4 separate regions of the Sus scrofa genome follow, and all the other regions are linked to region 2. A link is a contact called in public Hi-C, HiChIP or PLAC-seq and promoter capture Hi-C data. All regions are on one chromosome and are shown on one strand. Each heading gives the region's core, a stretch centred on a gene start, on an enhancer-like site or on the middle of the called end of the contact. The rest is flanking DNA. Distances are from core to core; before and after follow the strand shown.

Evidence for each region. Promoter capture Hi-C pulls out the DNA fragments that hold promoters and counts their contacts. Hi-C and Micro-C count contacts between places; a contact is called where the count stands out from the background. HiChIP or PLAC-seq counts read pairs in DNA pulled down with a chosen protein or histone mark.
Region 1: a contact with region 2 is called in a Hi-C map of liver, with 4 times the contacts expected there. The contact joins the promoter of SPTSSA here to the promoter of EGLN3 in region 2. A contact is called at or near these places in 5 of 47 Hi-C or Micro-C datasets (embryonic fibroblasts, heart right ventricle, liver and 1 more).
Region 3: a contact with region 2 is called in a promoter capture Hi-C map of liver, with 7 times the contacts expected there. The contact joins the enhancer-like site here to the promoter of EGLN3 in region 2. A contact is called at or near these places in 3 of 5 promoter capture datasets (fetal liver, fetal skeletal muscle and liver), 5 of 47 Hi-C or Micro-C datasets (brain, liver, retroperitoneal adipose tissue and 2 more) and 2 of 2 datasets of contacts at active chromatin or transcription factors (alveolar macrophages and skeletal muscle).
Region 4: a contact with region 2 is called in an H3K27ac HiChIP or PLAC-seq map of skeletal muscle, with 9 times the contacts expected there. The contact joins the enhancer-like site here to the promoter of EGLN3 in region 2. A contact is called at or near these places in 3 of 5 promoter capture datasets (fetal liver, fetal skeletal muscle and liver), 23 of 47 Hi-C or Micro-C datasets (alveolar macrophages, blood, brain and 15 more) and 2 of 2 datasets of contacts at active chromatin or transcription factors (alveolar macrophages and skeletal muscle).

Annotation. Positions count from the first base shown.
Region 1 is chr7:65,300,059-65,305,128 of Sscrofa11.1, forward strand. It overlaps SPTSSA (serine palmitoyltransferase small subunit A), which reads left to right and starts at 2,829. Exons shown (of 2, transcript XM_001926473.3): 1 at 2,829-3,049. The coding sequence starts at 2,833.
Region 2 is chr7:65,804,060-65,809,192 of Sscrofa11.1, forward strand. It overlaps EGLN3 (egl nine homolog 3), which reads left to right and starts at 1,454. Exons shown (of 5, transcript XM_001928507.6): 1 at 1,454-2,142. The coding sequence starts at 1,786.
Region 3 is chr7:65,488,871-65,494,115 of Sscrofa11.1, forward strand. No RefSeq gene overlaps it. Among named protein-coding and RNA genes, the nearest start is that of SPTSSA, 190 kb to the left of the region's middle. Within about 2 kb of position 2,456, at least 22 of the 83 cell types and tissues checked have an H3K27ac peak or open chromatin away from gene starts, as enhancers often do. A contact at or near this core is called in fetal skeletal muscle, liver and skeletal muscle, where this site is marked.
Region 4 is chr7:65,514,741-65,519,456 of Sscrofa11.1, forward strand. No RefSeq gene overlaps it. Among named protein-coding and RNA genes, the nearest start is that of SPTSSA, 210 kb to the left of the region's middle. Within about 2 kb of position 2,786, at least 3 of the 83 cell types and tissues checked have an H3K27ac peak or open chromatin away from gene starts, as enhancers often do. A contact at or near this core is called in skeletal muscle, where this site is marked.

The DNA of each region.
Region 1 (5,070 bases), core at 1,579-4,078, 500 kb before region 2:
CTTAAAAAACAGAAAACAAACGAACAACAAACAAAAAAAGTCTAGAGAGATGGAAAGATTTGAGTTCACTGGAATCCTGGGGAAGCTGAGAGAGGGAGACTGGCTTGGTAAGGCTGCTCTCCTGAAGAGATGCAGTGGATTGGGGGCTCTACACACAGCGGGAGCCTGCTCAGTGAGGGAAGGATAGCCGTGGATGAGGCTTCCAATCTTGTGTAAACTTAACCGAGCATCACCAAGGACTGAAGTATTTGAAGAGAAAGGAACAGAGCCTGCCAGTGCTCGAATAGATCTGGAAAGAGATAGCTCAGGGATAACCAGAGACAGAAAGGAGCCTAACACAGTAAGACTTGGAAGTGGAATGGAGTTCCCCATTGTGGCTCAGTGTTAAGAACCTGACTAGTATCCGTGAGGATGCATGTTTGATCCCTGTTTCACTCCCAGATCTAAAGATCTGACATTGCCATGAACTGCAGTTGTAGGTTGCAGATGCAGCTCAGATGTGGCATTGCTGTGGCTGTGACTGTGGCTGGCAGCTATGGCTCCAATTCAACCCCTAGCCTGGGACCTTCCATGTGCCATGGGTGTGGCCATTAAAAAAAAAAAAAAGAAAAAGAAAAAAGAAAAAAAGTGGGAGGGCCAAGAGGACTTGGATCTCTCAGGGATGAGGAAGTCTGAGTGTGTGTTATTTATGTCCCATTTACAGTGTTTACTTCTGTAAGGTCTCCAACAGGATCCTCTTTCCCTCCAGGTTACTGCTTACCTCCACATCTTGTCCAAAAAGCAAATCTTACTAAGCCATTGGCTCTTTTAACATTTGGACAAAGTCCCGTTTACTATCTAGCCCCATCTCTCACTACTACTTATGTATTCTTTTTGCTTCAGCCGTGTGGAAGTTATTCCATCTCTTAAAAGCACCAGGCCTTCATATAGGGGTTCCATACTCCCATGCTTGGAATACCCATCTCAGTTTCTTTCTTTCTTCATCTTCTTCTTCTTTTTTTTTTTTTTTTGGTCTTTTTGGCTTTTTAGGGCTGCACCCCTGGTATATGGATATTCCCAGGCTAGGGGTACAATCGGAGCCGTAGCAGCTGGCCCAAGCCAGAGCCACAGCAATGCAGGATCTAAGCTGTGTCTTCGACCTACACCACAGCTCATGGCAACACCAGATCCTTAACCCACTGAGCGAGGCCAGGGATAGAATCCACGTCCTCATGGGTGCTGGTCAGGTCTGCCAACCGCTGAGCCATGACAGGAACTCCTCACCTTCTTTTTAACCCCAGTCATTCTGCCATTTCTTTCCCTTCAGGACTCAATTTAAGCACCACTTCCCAGAAGCCTTTTAGAATACTGGAGTTCCAGTCATGGCTCAAAAGTAACGAACCCGACTAGTATCCATGAGGATGTGGGTTCAATCCCTGGCCTTGCTCAGTGGTTTAAAGAGTCTGGCATTGCCATGAGCTATTATGTAGGTCACAGACATGGCTTGGATCTGGCGTTGCTGTGGCTGTGGCACAGGCCAGCAGCTGCACCTCCCATTTAACCCCTAGCCTGGGAACCTCCACATGTAGTGGGTGTGGCCCTAAAAAGACAAAAACAGAAAGCAAGCAAACAAAAAAACCCAGAAGACTTTTACAATACCAATTTCATTTTCTCTGGGCTATCATAGCATTCTACACATAACATAAAAATACCCTTTACAACAATTCACTGTAATCCGTTAACTTGCTTCTCTTCCCTGGTAGACCAGGTAATTTATGAAGGCAGATCTCAGTCTGTCTGTCTTTCTATCCCTTATGTTTAGCTCGACAGCAGTCTAAATGCATAAATAGTTATCAACCAGTAAAGTTTTAAAAGTTTAAGCAAAAGGCTATTTAGAAAACTTTTAACATTTCAATGACAGGCCATTTAATTATCTCACTAACTGTGCGTCTTCATTCCTGAAGGTGAGTGCATTGTTGCTGGCTCATTTGCCAGTGGAAAAACCTGAACATTTAAGGGCAAATCTCCTGGAGGTACCTGCCTACAGACAGACTGCAAGCGGCCTGTCGCCTGCAGAACCCACAAGATCTGCGTCTTTCTCCTGGCCTTGACCTACATAGCACCTAGAAACACTAAAAGAAGTGAACAGATAGATGTATTTAGGGTAATCTCTTTTGTCTTTAGGTTCAGGAATGCACAGATGTCGGTCTATGTGGGTGTTTTTGTGTGTCTGAGTGCATGTGTGCATGGGGAGGGAGGAAGAGGGTCAAGGGTTCATCTCTTTTTCTCAGATGCCTTCCCTAACTTCGTTGACCGGGTTCTATTCACCTCTGCATCCTCTCCGAGCACCTTATTCTCCTTCTCTGCACTGATCACAGCTCTGATTGCATGTGTGTGCTGACCGCTTGTCTCCCTCGCTAGATGGTAAACCGTACCCGACGAGGTAAGGAACGTATTACGTTCCTGTTCACACTAGTAATCCTCCAGCCCAGTAGGACGCCTAAGGCATCACTGGTATTTCACAAATATTTCTTCGACCCTTGTTTCTGGGCAAGACTTGGGTGGACCCACCGTACAAGGGAGCCAGCGCCCGCCCCCAGTGGGCACAACGCCCCGCCCACCAACTACCGCTCGAGGCTGGGCCGGGCGGGGCCCGGCGGGGCGCTCTCGCGGGGACAGTTCTCCGGCTCGCGTGGGCGCGGCCCGGGGAGGGCGGAAACACCGAGGGGGCGGACACGGCGCGAGGCCGAGGCCTGGCCAATGAGCGCCGGCAGGGCGGGGCTCGCGGCCGGCGGTCCGAGCGCGCGCGGAGCTGGGCGTGCCCACGGGTGACGCGCCGGGCCGGGCGGGCCAATGGGCGCGGGGTGGCGGGCGGGCGGGCCTGGTGGCCGGGGGTTTAGGGCGCGCACGGGAGGCCGGCCGGACAGACTGACGTTCAGCTGCAACGCGGGTGGCGGTTTGTCCGGGATGGCGCTGGCGCGGGCCTGGAAGCAAATGTCCTGGTTCTACTACCAGTACCTGCTGGTCACGGCGCTCTACATGCTGGAGCCGTGGGAGCGGACTGTGTTCAGTATCCTGCCCGGGCCTCGGGGCCCGGTGGGGGCGCGGAGCCGGGGCCGCATCCTCCCGGGGCCCAGGCCCTGGAGGGCTGGGTGGTAGGGGGGCGGCGGGAGGGCGGAGAGGCGGCCCCGCGGGAGCCGCGCACCGACTCGTTTCTTCGTGGCGGGCACGCGGAGCCGAGGTCTCGGCGCCGAGGGTGACGCTCCTGCGGTGGTGGGGGGTGGGGAGGCGGCGGGAACTCTTGAGATCCGAGGTCGCGGATGAGTCACTTGACCCGAAATAGAAGCGTCTTTATTAGTGGAGGAGATTCCCCTCCGGCGATGTGTGCCTGGTGTGCCTACCCTTGCACTTCAGCCGTGGCATCCTTTGGTTCAGTCTCCTGTTCTTGTGGGAGGTGTAAGTGGAGCAGATTGCTCCCGGCTCGGACGGCTTTGACCTTTAACTGTCCCTGATTTACCTGGCTTTAGTTCTAATGAAAATGCTAACCAGTTTATCAGCTTTTAAATCCGGTTGTGAATTTGTGTTCATGGCGTCCCAATATAGTTTTAGAAAGCAATTTTTTAAATTGTACCTATTTGGTCTTCATGATGGTTAGTTTAAAAAGTGCATTCTACTCGTTAATTTGCCATTTGCACAGTTCTTAGCAGTCAAGCTCGAAAGGAATTTGTGGTTAGTTGTAGGTAGTGTTTGAAACCGTTTAATAGATCGCCAATAACTACTTGTCCGACTATTGAGCGTTTACTGTGAGCCAAGCAACTCTGCTAAGCAGTTTGCCTGTTATCTTAAGGCATCTAACTTTCATAACCTCAGTTAATAACTCAAGGTTGTGAAGAAATGCTTCCCGAAGTGTCTCCACTTGTCTGTGTTGAGATCCTTTGATATTATTCTAGAATAAACACTAATAATTAGATGTAACTTTTTTTTTTTTAACTTGGGGGCCAATGAGGAACATAATTTACGTAGCATGCTTGCTTCCTATAGGGCCTCTCCTCTTCAATGTGGTTTAGTTTGGAGTAGCTTCAGAACAACTTTGAACAACTTTGCAAATGCATTATTGCATTGTGGTAGAATGACTGAGGTAATTTCATTCCAAGGCTTAATCAGTGTGTTTATTTATATTAAACAGGCATAAGATTGCACTAAAAGCAGAGTCTTTTGTTTCACCACTTCTGAGGTATCTTAGCTGCTTACAAGCAAACTTAGTTTTATTATTGTTGACATTTCTTTACAAACCTGGAATTTAAGAACCAGAATGCATGTTTTGGATTTAAAGTTTGAAGGTAAAGTATGCTCTAATTTTCTACACCATTTATTTGTTACTACAGTTCAGTTTCACTCTAAGTTCTATAGGTTGGAGCTAATGAGGACCTCTTTGTAAAATGTATAGTAAACTGTATACTGAAATGTAGAGCATCTCTCTTTTTCTTTTCTTTTCTTTTTTGTCTCTTTAGGGCCACACCCACGCCATATGGAGGTTCCCAGGCTAAGGGTCTAATCAGAGCTACAGCTGCTGGCCTATGCCAGAGCCACAGGATTGGAGCTGCCTCTGTGACCTACACCACAGTTATAGCAACAGCGGATCCTTAACACAGCGAGGCCAGGGATCCAACCCGCAACCTCGTGGTCCTATTGACTTTCGCCTCTGGAGGGGGAGTTTTTAACATGTTTCAGAAGTCCCCTTTCTCTGCTGGCAGCCATCCCTGGGAAAGGAAAAGACCAGGTTTTGTAACCAGTGAGACACTCCCTGAGGGCCTCACTGAGTAACATTGTAACCATGCTGTTGAGGGGAAGTGGAGAATTGAAAATACTTTGTTATAATACTTGCAAGCATAGGAGTGTAGTGGCTGAGCTGTTAAGGAATGAGACTAGGATTCATGAGCATGTGGGTTCGATCCCTGGCTTCGCTCAGCCGGTTAAGGAGCTCAGTGGGTTAAGGATCCGGCGTTGCCGTGAGCTGTGGTGTAGGTCACAGACAGACTCGAATCCTGTGTTGCTGTGGCTGTAGCATAGGCCGGCAGCTACACCTCCGAT
Region 2 (5,133 bases), core at 204-2,703:
GGGCCATGGCCCGGTGGATAAAAGTGCAGAAACTGTAGGGGACTGAGTTCAAAATAAACAATACCTCTAACGCCCGTACATTCTTCTTTTTTTAACTTCTTAAACAAATATTAACTATACTTTTAATTTATCTATTTTTCCTTTTTTTTTTTTTTAATGGCTACACCTGCAGCATATGGCAGTTCCCAGGCTAGGGGCTGAATCAGCTGCAGCTGCTGGCCTACACCACAGCCACAGCAATGCCAGATCTACACTGCAATGCAGGATCCCCAACTCACTGAGTGAGGCCAGGGCTCAAACCCACATCCTCATGGACATTATGTAGTGTTCGGAACCCTCTGAGCCACAACAGGAACTCCTATTCAGTTTATTTAAACTAAAAGAGAAAACAAAAACAGCTCAACCTTTTTTTTGTTTTGGTTCAACTTTATATAAGACCTTATGTGATGTAACTTACATAACAACTTAATGTGAAAACTGTGCATTCTTTTGTTCAACTTAAATGAAGAACCCACGTGCAAACTAACGTAAAACATAGACATAGCTTTGCACACAATTTACGACTCTTTTTTTCCTGATTCTGTCCTCTGGTGTTCAGTAGAAAAGGGAATTTTAAAAGTCCATAAATCGGCTTACCTTTGTGATAACTAAGGAGTCGTCTCAGTAGTGGCCCTCTCTCCCACATAAATGCGGTTTTCTGTGGGAAAAGTCAGGTGAAAAATCTAGAATATTATCCTTTGGGGGAACATAATTATGTTGGCTATTACATGAGCATGTGGATAATTTTGAAGGCTGACTTTCAGAACATCGTATTTTAGTAAGAAGCCTGAAAGGTAGGTAAGTAGATGAAAACATCCAGCAAAGCAAAATACAGTATTTTCAGGGTTCCAGGAGATAACGACCCAGTATTTCTTCACTGTTCACACCCTCCTTCGTTGAGCGCATAAGACCTTGAATACAGCAGGGGTCAGGGAGCTGCTTGTTAATTTTAGTTAAAATTGGATTCTTCCCTGTCTCTCAATGGCTTGAAGCTGCCGACCTGGGTCAAAACAGCAGAGGAAAGGGGAATAAGGTAGCAGGTAAACCTAGCACGAGATCGTTGCTAAAATATTTGCTCCTGGATTTATTATTTTAATCAAAAGCCTGTGAGCCTAGACTATGCTGTTAATTTCATTTACATTTTAAGAGTTGGAAAGCAGCTTTTCAAGTTTGTTTTGGGAATTTATGTAAAACAATATGCAAATCGATAGCATTCTAAAAATGCCTTTGGTTCTCCAGGCCCTCTTCGGGTCACAAACAAGCGAGGCGGGCGCCGGGCTCGCCGGCCGGGTTTCTTGGGCCAGGGGTAAACCCGGCGGGGTGGCGGGCGGGGAGGAAGGGCTGTCCCGGAGGCGGTCCCGAGGCGGAGCCTGGGCGGGGTCCGTGACGCTAGGAGTCGGCAGGCTCAGGGGCTGGACCTCAGCCTCTCCTCCCCGCCTGGGGCCGCCGACGCACCAGTGGTGGCTCTGCGCTTCCAAAAGGGGCCCTCCGCCTGCTCACTGGGCCAGACTGGCGCTGAGTCGTGAAACCCTACACAGCTCTCGCCGGTCCCTGAACAGGATCACTCCTTCCCAGAGTTACGAACAACTTTCCCCTCTCCCTGGCGCCGCGGCGGCTCGGGTACCTTGGCCGTCGCAGGTAGCTGAACCCCAGGCCACGCTCCCCGCGCCTGGGCTGAGCATACACTCAGGTCGCTCCCTCTCTGGGTGCACGCTGGGGGTCCCTGACCTCGGCTCTGTGGGCACGATGCCCCTAGGACACATCATGAGGCTGGATCTGGAGAAAATCGCCCTGGAGTATATCGTGCCCTGTCTGCACGAGGTCGGCTTCTGCTACCTGGACAACTTCTTGGGCGAGGTGGTGGGCGATTGTGTCCTGGAGCGCGTCAAGCAGCTGCACTGCACCGGGGCCCTGCGGGACGGCCAGCTGGCCGGGCCCCGCGCGGGCGTTTCCAAGCGGCACCTGCGGGGCGACCAGATCACGTGGATCGGAGGCAACGAGGAAGGCTGCGAGGCCATCAGCTTCCTCCTGTCCCTCCTCGACAGGCTGGTCCTGTACTGCGGGAGCCGGCTGGGCAAATACTACGTCAAGGAAAGGTCCAAGGTAGGACGTGCGCGGACGCTCGGCTGCTGCAGCCCGCGGGGACCGGGGACGTTCGGAGTGCGCTGATTGTTGCCTTCACAGGGCAGCAAGCGAACCTTAGTTTTTTAACCAAGAAGCAAGAAGCCTGCCTCGTCCCCCAACCCCCTTCCCATGTTTGGACAGGTTATAAGAAACATTATGTATGATCCGAGGCACACCTGAAACTCTTGACCTTAAATGTTTACTTTCAAGTCACCTCATATTGCCCTTCAGGCCTTCCCTGTGTGGAGGAGATTCCGACATAAGCACTTTTAAATAATTCTAGAGACAGTGTGATTTCACGATGTGGCATTTGGTTTGCGGGATTTGGCAGATGTGAGAAGAATTTGACTTGTGAAGGAGTAAGGCTCATCTACACTTTTGAGTGCTGCCTTTGGCTTGTTGCCCCCGGGACACTATTAGATCACCCACTTGATGTAAAAATGCTCTCCTGGTGCTGAGCCCAGGCCACCACTTGCCTTTCCTAACTATCAATTGCTGGGGAAATCCATCAGAACAACCAGTTAAGTGATCCAGAGAGGGTAGTCAAGTACCTCTGGAAAGAAACCATGTTTTTGTTCACATGGCCACAAGTTGCTCTCTGGGTAGTAATTTATCCTGGAAGCATTTACAGGTAGATTGGCAGAAATACGGGAACGTGGAGTACCATGATGTTGGTGTGTGTGTGTGTTATGGTGGGATAGTCTAGTTACTCAGTCTTTTCTGCAAAAGGTAATCTAGCCGGGGCAGAACTTCCAGGGCAGTTCTGAGAGTGAGCTGTACCTCTTTTATTGTGGACTGGTCAAGGGGCACTTGGAAGTAGAAAAGTTTTACTTTAACTCAGGGAGGCAAAACATACTAGAGAAGGAAGGTGAACATTCACCTATGTACTATTCTATAACACGATGTGTAGTTTTTCTCAATTTAAAATTTATCCTGTGGTAAAACATACCATTTTTGTCTTATTTGTCCCATACGCTGAGGTGAAGCCTGAAAAGGTGTAGAAATGGAGGGGTTGGATTGACTCTCCATGGAGTCAAGGAGAAATAGATTGCTGTACACCTTTCAAGCCAGGAGGAGGACATGGATAGAATATCTGAAAGCATTGTTATGGATAGGATGCAAAGAAATTAAAACTTAGAAGAAAATGATGCTTCTTAAACTTTACTTTGACTAGGGGAAAATTCAGTTATCAGGATTCTGTAGAAGATTGATGGTGAAGTGTGTCTTTACTCTTGTTCCATCGTTTTGGTGATGGAGTAGAAAGCCATTTGTCTTGATTAGTTTTGTCTTTGCACTAAATGACTGCACCTTTGGGGTGTTGGGGAGGGGAGCAGCTAGCCTCCGTGTTGCTGAGGTGCTTGTAGCTTTCATCTAGAAGAGCAGGTGGTGTCTTAGCAGTTTTTAAAAAAATGTCTTTTAAATTTAGGTGTTAGGAATTTTCCCCCCAGCATTCTAGGGACAGAATTTGCTCTGAGGGAAATCAGAATTAATTGACAGAAAGAGGTCACTAATGTATTTGAAAGTTAAAGGCTTTTTTTTTTTTTTTTTTTTTTTTTAATTTTAGCTGTGACTTAGTGGACAGTGGTAGGTTTTAGGCTAGACTTTAACTCCACAAATTGAATGAAAAGCACTGTGTACCTCTGGGTAAGGGAAGGAAAAAAAAAAATCTCTCTAGTTTTGATTCTTCAATTATGGATTATTACCTGGCTAGAACAAGTAACTTTTCAGTTAGCCATTTCGGAAGGTGATTGTGAATTGAAAAGAGAAAATTCATCATTTGTCCACTGAAGAGACATTTCCCCATACCTTGATTTCCAGCTTTCCTTTAGTTGTTTGACACAAAGCTCTTTATTTCTGCCCTTTAGAAAAAAATCACCTCTGAATTGGGATATTCTCTGGCCAGCTAGAACCAAATGTAAACCACTTTAGGAAACAATTATTATACCAAAAAAAAAAAAAATGGTTGATTTGTTTGTATCAAGTCTCCTTAGTAATGTCTTATGGCCCTGGGTCTGTTAGTTGAAGTTCGTTGTAAAAGCATTGTAGGAGCACATTACATTTCTACATGATTTATATTAGTTCCACCTTAATTTAACCTTATTTACTGCTCTTCCCTCGCCTGAGTGCGTGACTCTGTGCTGTTTCCCAGAGTGGTGTTGTAGATGCAGTTTCCTGCTGCATCCTTCCAGCGGGTTTTCAGTAAAAATTAAATTTTTGAAAGGCAGAATTTGTGTATTTATTTTAATCATGTATTTGTAACTTTTTATTATGAAAAATTTCAAACCTATATACATGTGAAAGGCTACTACAATGAGCTCCCATGACCCATTTTCATTTATGTATCTTAGAACCATTGCTTTGGGGATACTTTATATTTTGAAGTGTTATGCTTATCAATGTATTAATCCTAAGTACTTTGCTCTCCCAACTTTTAAACATCATTGAACAATGTGATAATGCTCTTTATTTCCATGAAACAATAGCAGAGGCATTGGGAATAGACTAGGAACATGTACTGGATCTAAAATTGAAATTGTGAAAGACTATAGAAATAAATATTAAAGGGTTCCTCTCCCCGCTGTAACAAAAGTTGTTAGTGATCAGAATTTCTCTACCTGTGCTTTGTTGAAGAAAAAAATCCAAGGGTGTTGATGACTCTGAGGAAGAAGTTTCTATGATATACTGCAGTATGGCGCCCCCTAACTTCAAACATGATCATTGCTTTCAAGCTACAATAGATTTCTTATCTGTTACTCCCTTTTGGAGAATTTAAACCCTATCCAAGATAAATATTGGTTGTAATTTGCTCCTTTTGCTTTGGCTGCCTAGATCTTGGAAATGGCTGTTTTCCAGAGAACGTGTAATTTATAGAACCCAAAGTCCTTCTTCTTGAAGCAACTTTCACTGTAGACTCACTAGTTAGTAAGTCTAATAATAATTACTACCTTTAAATGAGCAGTTTGCTCTGTC
Region 3 (5,245 bases), core at 1,206-3,705, 310 kb before region 2:
CATAGCGTTAGAGGAGGGAAAATAATTTAGTTTAGAAAAAACTTATACGTCCTTAGGAGATCGGCACTTGTATTTAGATCATCCAGTGTATCCGTGAGCAAATTTCTTGGTACTTGGTAAAGACAGTGAGGCTTAAATGAACAAGGAAAGAGCCAAGTTTTCTGTAAAGCTTCTCATGCTTGTGGGGTCTGAGGACTCAACATTACTAGAGGGAGGTGGAGTTGAGGATGGGTGGGGTAGTGTTACTTGTTTGGTCTTTTCTCAGTCCCTGTCTTATAGCAGGAGTTATCGGTGAAATGGCCCCAGGCAATCCCCAGCAAGGGCCTCCTGGCTTTAGCAAATCTATCCTAACAGCGTAATTCACTTCCCAGCATTGGCAGGTCACATCTGGACAACTTCCCACTAGAGTCTTGGTGCCTGACCCTCTCATGCCTCTAAGAGGGAAGCTTTGTGGGACAGCGGTGACTCCCCAACATGGAAGAGCCACCGTTGTCTTGGGCATTGCAAACATCCCTGTGATATGGGCCTAGCAGGGAGCAGAGAGTTGGTGCAGGAAATACCAAAACAATGTAAAACCAACTCCTGTCTCCAAGTACCATACTGCCCACATGCAAATTTACCAAAAAAAAAAAAAAAAAATTCCATGGAAAAAATATAAGAATGTTTGTTCAAGTAAGTTAGAACTGATAAACTTTTAACCAGCAACAGCAGAGTCCAGGAGTGATTGGCGTGTGAGGGGAAAGCAGAAATATTCTAAAAAGGAGAGTTTAAAATTCAAAGCCGGGTAACATAATAATAGCAATACCATTTAACCAGCAGGCAACAACGTATTCAAATACTAAGACACTGTTCCTAAAACTCAAAGCTCATAGAAGAGTTGACCTCATTTGTTGGGGTGTTTGTGAGATATGAGCATCATTATCCTGATGTTGTGGACAAGGAAATGGGGGCTCAGAAGGCCTGAATTGTTGTTTCCAGCATGTTCCATGGACAACAGTACAGAACTCTGATTGTAGGATGAAGCCTTGATCTGTCTCGGGAGCCCAAGGGTTCACCCTTTGCCTCCCACTAGCCTTTCTTCAATATCTTTCTGAGGCTTAACTATTACATTAATTGGGTTACTATACTGGTGTCTTTTGCTGGGGGAGAAGTGGCTACATAATTTTTGGAGAGTTATAAAACAGTATGTCTGAAATCATTTCATCTTTGCACATTTATACATGAAAAAAAGATATATGCCAATTTATTAACAGTGGTTATTTCTGATATATGCAATTATGGATTATCTTTACATTTTTTTATCCCCTTGGAAGTGATAAATATAAGTATGCATTATTTTTGTATTAAAGAAAAAAATCCCTAAAATGGTAAGACAAAATATTCTAGGGTTTTAAAAAAACTTTCTAAGAGTTCCCTGGTGGCCTAGTAGACTAAGGATCTTGTCACTGCTGTGGCTTGGGTCATTGTTGTGGCTCAGATAACCACCCCACTTGTCCTGTGCTCTCAGCAGAGAGGCTACATCTGAGATTTGACAGGGATCTGCCCTGCAAGTTCTGCACAAAGGCTGGAGTTATGTTAAAAAAGAGGATTTCCTGAAAAGCTGAAAATATAATGAATAGGTAGTTGGGAAAGCTGAGTTGGTGACAGACAAGTTGCTGGATTTCTATCATTTGACTTAATATTAATAAGCCTTCATTATCCCCACTTCTTCAGGTCTTGACCCTTTTTCTCCTTTTCAGAAAGGAATTGGTGTTTCCTGTTTCTGCCATGAAATAAATGCAAAAATTAAGACTCCAAAATGGACCATTTATATCAAAGGCTCTGGTCACAGAGTTGGCAGCTGTCCCTTGAGACCCATTCATCTGATCCTTCTTCCGCAATTGTAGAAACCAAGATTTATGCCTTGGCACAGGGATTGGCCCCAGTTCCCTCCTCCCAGTGCCCCGAAGATCACACTTCCCAGCTTTCCTTCTAGCCATGGAACCTGTAGTAGCTGAGTTCCAGCTGGCGGTTGTTAGAGGAAGTGGTGAGTGCGACTTAACAGGGGCCGTCCTTATAGGAAAGGGACTGCATGCTTTTCTTTTTGCTGGCAGAGTCCAGAAGTGTAGTTTAACTCCAGCAGCCATTGTGGGTCATGAAGAGACCTTAGGAATAGGAGCAGCAAGAGAGGAGAAACCCGGGTTCCTGAGTGTGGAGCCCTATTCTAGCCCTGGGCTAATCAACCCCTCTTACTTTTTGAAAGTCAGAGGGAGAAACTAATTTGAGCTCTAGTTATATCGGATTATTCTTTTACTCACAGCAGAACTAAGTCTGACTAATACAGCAACTGTGAGCTGAAGGGAAGCTGATTTACTTGAACTTGGCAGACCATGAGCCTGTCTCTGAGGACTTAGGGCATGTGTTCCCTGAGCCCAGCACTTCCCCTGGGAGCTCAGCCAATAGCATAGTGTGAACCAGAGGGCAGAGCCCTGGTCACAAGTTGTGGCTCAGATTATAGCAAGGCCTTTGGTCAGGGAGGAACATAGCACCGGGGTGAGAGCATGGGCTTTGGGTCAGAAAGATCTGAGTTAAAGCACTGAATCTATTAACAATTTGTGTGATTTGAACTTCAGTGTTTATGGTTGTAAGGATTAATCAGATATCATACTGAGAATATGTCAGTCACTGGGGCATAATAGGCACTAAAAATGTAGCTGTTATTATTAAAATACATGAAATACATTAAGTATTAACAGGACTTTGTGCATCCAAGGTTTGTAAAACTCTTGCCTTTATGATTAATAACAAGGCATGGATTCAAGCTGTCTAAATGAATCCTCATAGGTGGAAATATAAGAGCTATTAAAAAAATCTCCTAGTGTAAAAATGTCTAGATACATGATATTTTTGCTCAACCCTCAGTGTAAAGGGGCAGCTTCTTGCTTAGAGAAAAAAAAAATCTCTGTCAATGAATAAGACTTTTGATAACTGCATTGGATCTGGATTCCTAATTTCAGAAAAAAGAACCATAGAGGCCAATTTTATTAGAAAGGGACTTGTTAGAGTAGTGGTTTCTGGAATTTCAGGAAGACCAGAGAACCAAGGTTGGAAAGTATCCAGCCAGGAGCAGTGTAGCCTGGAGAACTGCCAACCACACAGGTGATGGATCTTGTGAAGCTCCCGCTGGAGCCTCTGTCCACTGCTTGGCACCTGTGAGCAGGGGAGGGAACACTGGAACCTCAGCCAGAGCTGCCACAGAACAGAGCAGCCATGCCGGTCCGTTTCCTTGTGTCTCCACCACCCACCTTGTGTCCCACCTAGGCCATTGAAGTCTGTGTGATGGTGGGTAGAGACTAGGTCACACACAGCCCAGTAGATGCAGAGGAGGGGAAAGGTAGCTTTGAAGCTCTTTAGACCATAGGACTGGAAGGTGTCTTAGCCTGTGCTCCCCCAGAAGGCAGGGCTTTGATGTGGAGAGTTGGTTTTGGAAAGTGATCCTAGGGAAAAAAAGGGGGAAATGTGAAAGAGCTTTAGGTCTGAGATTATGTCTTTAAATTGAGGAGTTCGACTCTTCTCACCATCAGTGGAAATAAAGATGGGCTGAATGCAATTCAGTATGGAAATAAATTCACGGAATCACAAGGATTCACTGTAAAAATCAGACCTGATGCAGTTTGGAGGTAGAACTATTGCAGTTAGGGGGCAACTGCAGTGGTATTACAGGAAATTTTAAGACTTGAAGTAGGACAGGGACTGGGAGAAGCAAAAGAATGGGCCACAGGGTATCTAACTGCTGGACCTGATGGCTAATGGCTTATAGAGGAGAGAAGGGCAGTTTGAGATGGTAGCCTTGGTGCTTGGGAGATTGGTAATGTCTTCCACTGAGATCAAAGATACTGGAGAAGAGGGAGTCCTGTTGTGGCTCAGCCGGTTAAAAATCTGACTAGTATCCATGAGGACTCGTGTTTGCTCCCTGGCCTTGCTAGTGGGTTAAAGATCCGTTGTTGCTGTGGGCTATGGTGTAGATGGCAGATGCAGCTTACATCTGGCATTGCTGTGGCTGTGGTATAGGCTGGCAGAAGCTCCTTTTTGACCCCTAGCCTGGAAACTTCCATATGCCATGGGTGTGGCCATATAAAGAAAAAAAAGATACTGGAGAAGAGAGAGATATGGTTGGAGGTGGAGAGGGTGATAAGTTCATTTTGCATATGCTGAGCTGGGGCATCTGTGGGGATTGTGTTTGGTATGTGGGTCTGGAGTTAGGAGAGAGGGCATGGCTGAGGATATGGATTTAAGAATCAAGCATTTAGGGGAAGGTAAAGGAACTGGCAGAGGAGGTGAAAAAGCCAGCCCCACACACTCCTGCCAGCCAAGATGGGTTTGTCTTTCTCTCCTCTGTTCCTCTGGTCCTAGGCACATGACCTGCTTCCTCTCCTCCTGGGTGCTGGCATCACCAATTCTGACTCCCTTGTGTTCTGTGCCCCAGAGGGATGTGGTGTCCCCAGCTCCTTTGAATTCCTCTAGGTCCCCGAAGATAAGCAACCAGCTCCTCTTTTTAACTTGTCTGTTTATTTTTGAAATAACCTTTTCTCCTAATACTGCTGCTTAATATACTGGGAATAATACAAATCACAAACCCATAAGATTTAGAGAATCTTAAAAATTTAATGTGATTTTGACTCCCTTACTGAGACAGTAGCTGGACTTCCCCTTGATCCCTGCCCTCTGCTTTCATTCCTGGGGACAGTAATATCAACCCTTCTCTTCTTCCGAGTTATTCTTCCCTGGGGAAGGGCTCCATGAAAACCTGTTCTCTGGCACAGCCCAAGGAGGCAATTGGGACAAAAAGATATGTGTCTCTTGTTCCCATGTGGGCGATTTCGGGTTCAAGAACTTCCAAACCCAGTGCCATCTACATGGCATGGTGAAGATTGGCTAGATCAGGATGGAGATCATGGATTTTAGCAGCAGCTCAGATGTGAGACTCATCTCCTCTCATTAGAAAGTTAGGTTGTTCCAGGAGTTCCCGCCATGGTGCTGTGGGTTAAGAATCAAACTGCAGCAGATCTGTCACAGTGGAGGATCCCCAGCCCCATGAAGTGGGTTAAAGGATCTGGCATTGCTCTAGCTGTGGTGTAGGTTGCAAACAAATGCCATGGGTGCAGCCATTTAAAAAAAAAAGAGAAAAAAAAAAGTTGTTCCAAATTTTTACTACCGCAAATGGAATAGAGAAGGAACGATTCATTAAAAATGAACTTTTTTTTTT
Region 4 (4,716 bases), core at 1,536-4,035, 290 kb before region 2:
GCTTAGATAGCACTTGCTTATGCACTGAAACACAAATCAAGGGTCACTTCAGGAAGTTTTTCCTAGACCAGGGCCTAAGTTTATCTCTTCTGTGCTCCATGGTCTGTTCATATGTCATTGCTGTAGCACTTGGCATTCAAGAGGTGTCTGTATATCCGTCTCTGCCATTGTAATTTCCGGTTCCTCCATGTTAGGAACAGTGTGTGCATGTGTGTTTAATCACAGTGCCTGCCATACACCAAGGCACATAGTAGGCACACAAAGTCTGCCGAAGTGAACTAAACAGTCCTGGTACACCTTTTTTTTTTCATTTTTTTAAGGGTCATGGTGTGACATATGGAAGTTCCCAGGCTGGGAGTCAAGTTGGAGCTGCAGCTGCTGGCTGCAGTGGGGCCAGGAATCGAACCTGAGTCCTCATGGATCCTAGTCACAATATTAGGAACTCCACTGGTACATCTTTCTAGAGACTGCCATATACACTCCCTCCCTCGGGTACAATTGGATAAACACTGCCAAATTCAATAGTGCTCCATTTTTCTGAACTCTGAGCAAACTGCCTTCCTTTTGTGGATACATTCTTTCTTCAGATATGTTAATCCCATTGATTAAGTTATAGCTTTCTTTAGAGCCATCACATTCCAGTCATGTTTCTCTAGACCACATCCTGAACGCCTTAAGTGGATTCTTTATTCCTTCCTTGGTCAGTTCACTTATTCTATGCAGGCAAGGCTATGTGTTTAAGAGACATTTACTAGCTTTTCAGGGAAATGGTGCCTTTCGTAGTACCTTCATGAAGTAGGGCCTTCATTTGTAGGGCCTGAAGCACAAAGCATGATGCCAAAGATGCATCCCTGGGTGAGTTGGGTGTGTAAGATGGGAGCCAGTGGCAGGGGAGGGCGGGAGTCTCCCCTGGAGGACTCAGTTCTGTGCTCAGTTCAACCTCAGGCAAATCCCTCAGGTTCTTGAGAACCATCTAGTAGAAGGTTAAGAGCTCAGGGTTTAGAGGGAAGCAGCCTGGTTTGGAATCCCAAGGTCACAGCTTAGCGGACACATTCCTTACCTTAAATCTCTTTAACTGTTAAATGGGGGAAATAGTAGGACTCCCCTTATAGGGTTGTTTTGAGGATGAGAAGAGATCGTGTTGAAAAATGATCATGTTGAAAAATGATAGATGAGAGGCATGGATGAGTGCTAGTCTAACTCATCATCGTTGTCATCATCACTATCGTCATCATCCTCATTTTTTTAAGGAGAAAAAGGGAGCTTTCTTGCTCTGCCAGACAAAGGGGCCACAGTAGGCTATTGCCTTAAAGACTGTGCCCCCCCCCCATCATCATCATCCTTTAAAAACAAGGTGTGCCGAGTCTGGACTCAGCCTCACCTGTCTTTGGGTCCCCCTCGCCTCTCTTCCCCTTGGCATCACTAGTAATGGGAGCCTGGGAAAGACCTGGTGGAATCCCACCTGCCAGTTTCCTTTTTCTGCTTTCTCTGTTAGGAAATGCTTTAGGTTTTTAGGGACTCTGTTGATACAGGGATTATTTAGCGTTTTTATTCTCTGAAGGTGCTGGCATAGCATCAGTCTGTAATTCTAAGGAAAAGGCATTTAGCTGTGCCTTTCTTTGTTTGTCGGGAACATTTCTGTAGATAAGCACCCTGCACAGTAAATAAACTGCATTGTTATTACATTGCCTAGCAATTTACCTGTAACAGACGGCTGTGCCTGCTATAATGACATGATAGCTAATCCATACCCCTGCATGATTTTATCTTCTACTGGAAGAGGCTGGCGAGTTTAAAGGGGACACCCTCAAGGATCAGCTGGGAGAAGCCAGTTCTGGGTTTTGTGAGTGAGGTTTTTTTTTTTTTTTTGCAGGGGGTACATCAAAAATTCTGTGTCCGGATTTTGAACAAGTGCTTCATTTCAGGATCAGTTACCTTAAGCTTCCCACAAGTAGCTTCTCCCTAAAGCTTCTGTTTGATTTAATTAAAAAAGTCAGCCTTCAAGTCTGTGGTTAATATGGAGGATAATTTCTTTTCTTACTGCATTAAGAGTTTTGGATGTGTAAATAGTCTATCAGCCAACTTGTTTTAATAAGTAAATAGCAATTGCCTTTGGCAATGGGTAAATAATGTTGTTTTCTTTTATTTTGCTTTGTTATTAACTGTATGCTTTGTGATAGGGCCCTTCCAGTGATGTTATTATTAGATCCCAAGGCTAGAACTATTTTTAGCTCTATTAGGTCGACACCGCTTATGGAAACACCAAAATGATGTATATTGTCACCATAATTCTCAGTGTAAGCTACAGAGCTGAATTTGCGTTTGCACCTGTTTCTTGTGGTTTGCTGTTTGTTTTTCTGACTATACCGAAAGCTTCTAGAAGGAGGTAGCTGGCTTTGGACTTCTCAGGAGGCTGTGGCCCCTCCTGGAAAAGGTGTAAACTTGGAGTGCAACCTGGGTTGAGCCCCTGGCTTTTGTCAAGAATAGTCCATGACCCTGGGTGAGTTCTTTGCCTTTCTGTCTTTTTTTTTTTTTTTTTTTTTTTTTTTTTTTTTTTTTGTGGCTGTCATCTAAGATATTACTTCAGCATTTTTTAGTAATTGTCTAAAGATACCTTTTGCAGCTTAACTGTTACTGGTGGTGCTTATCATAAGGAATAAGAATTGTTTCACATTTAAGACCCTTCCCAGAATGGGCCATTCAGTTTTCCCTCACTCACCCCTGCTCAATCTTTCTCCCAGAGAGAAGACGTGTCTCACTTGTCCTCGTGATGAGTTATGTTGGGTGATTGCTGGCTGGTGGACTATTTATATCTCTCTAATCTGTCTATTTCTCTCCTTCTCCAGCACCACCAATGGCTAACATTTATTGAAGGCTTATGGTGGGCTGGGTGCTCCGCAGGCCTGATCTCATTTAATCCCCACTAAAACCATTATTATTGCCATTTTACAGGTGGGGAATTTGAGGCTTAAAGGGGTGAAGCAAATTATCCAAGGTCACACAGCTAATTAGTGTTAGACTCGGATCCGATCTCCCACCTAGACTCTATGGAGGACTGGTGGGGCAACTGGTCCCTCCCTTCCCAGTCACTTGCTTCCCTCAGGGCTGCCTCTGGTCCAAGGGAAACATGAGCTTTGGCAAAAGAAAACCCAGCACCCCCTTCTAGCTCCCTCCCTTCCTCCACCCACTAATACTCTGGACTAGCCAGCTTCTGCCCACCTCCTGTGTCTTCTTGTGCATCACTCTACCCCGGCTCTCTGCCTTTTGGTGACCTTCTTCCTGTTCTGGTTGTGCCATCTCTCCTCTGTCCTCAGAATCTCTGTTGATGTGGTTCCTCTGATGGGAACCACCTCCTTCATCTCTTTGCCTGGAGCCCCAGTTGCATTTTCTCATCCTTTCCTTCTCAGCCTTCTCCTATTAGAGAAAGATGTAGGATGTTGCTTCCTGGTGGCCTATTATATCTTTCCAGACCCTACTGGTTTTTTTCAGCTCGAAGGTCTGTTTATTCCTGACCTCACATGGGGTTTGGTTGTCCTGGTCTGTGCTCTCAGAGCCGTAGTGCCTCTTCTCAGTGGATTCTTCATAGCAAGATTTTTAGTTTCAAAAACTGTATTTGTGTAGTTACTTGGTTAATGGCTCTCTATGCCACCCTGCCTGGAGGTTTTATGAGGACAAGTACCCCTTTAGCTTATTTTGTGTCCTCAGGTTCTAACACAATAGCACACAGTATCATCATTTACCATGTTGAGTAAAAGCTGAGCTTTCGAATCTGGGAAATACTAATGATCAATCCTGGGGTTTCTTAGTCCTCTCTTGTTCCTGGAGAAGCGAGCAGTGTATATAAACTATGTGGTCCCTGGGCCTCCTCGTGCGTGTGTGTGTGTGTGTGTGTGTGTGTGTGTACGCATATGTGTATGGAGGGGGTCTATGTGTGCATCTCTGAATGTGTGCGTCTCATGTCCACCTACTCACGGACACACGCCTGCCTTCCCTCTCTCCATCACAGACAGCTGAACCAGGAAGGTGAAGAATATTTTTCATGGCGTTATTTTTATGATAATCTATTTCGATGGTTAATTTGGTTTAGGACACTGATTTATCGCCAGTTTATAGATCTTTCTCTCTCTCTCTTTTTATTGTCCTATTTGAATTATAAGGATGGCATGTGTGAAATGGAACTTCTTGGCCTATTGTTCTGCTTCTCACGCAACCAGTGTAGTTCAGACAATAAAAAGATCTATAAAATTAATATATACACAGAGTAGAGAGAGGAAAGAGAGGGACAGAGACAGGGAAAACAGGTAATGCTTTGGAATTGGATACCACATTCATCTCTTGCCGGTGAAGTTTGGAATCAGAATTTACATGCAGAGGAGGCAGAAATGAGCTATGAAGGTGGTGTCCTCTGGTGCGGAAAGAGGTCTAGTAATTCCAGCTTACCTAGGTGATGCAGAAAACATATTTTCCTCTTTTTTTAATCTTTTAAAACAATTTTAAGGGCTTATAACTGCTGGGCTAACTTTAGAAATATGTGCTCCAAAAATATGACTTTAAAGAAAATAAATACCAGGCCACTTGGATTATGTAATCACTTAGCCTTGTAATTACTTGTAATTACTTAGTTGTATCACCAACAGGCATCTAAAATGGATATTGGCCTGCATTGGGCACACACCTGGCACGCTGTAGGTATTCAATACATATTTGTAGAATAAA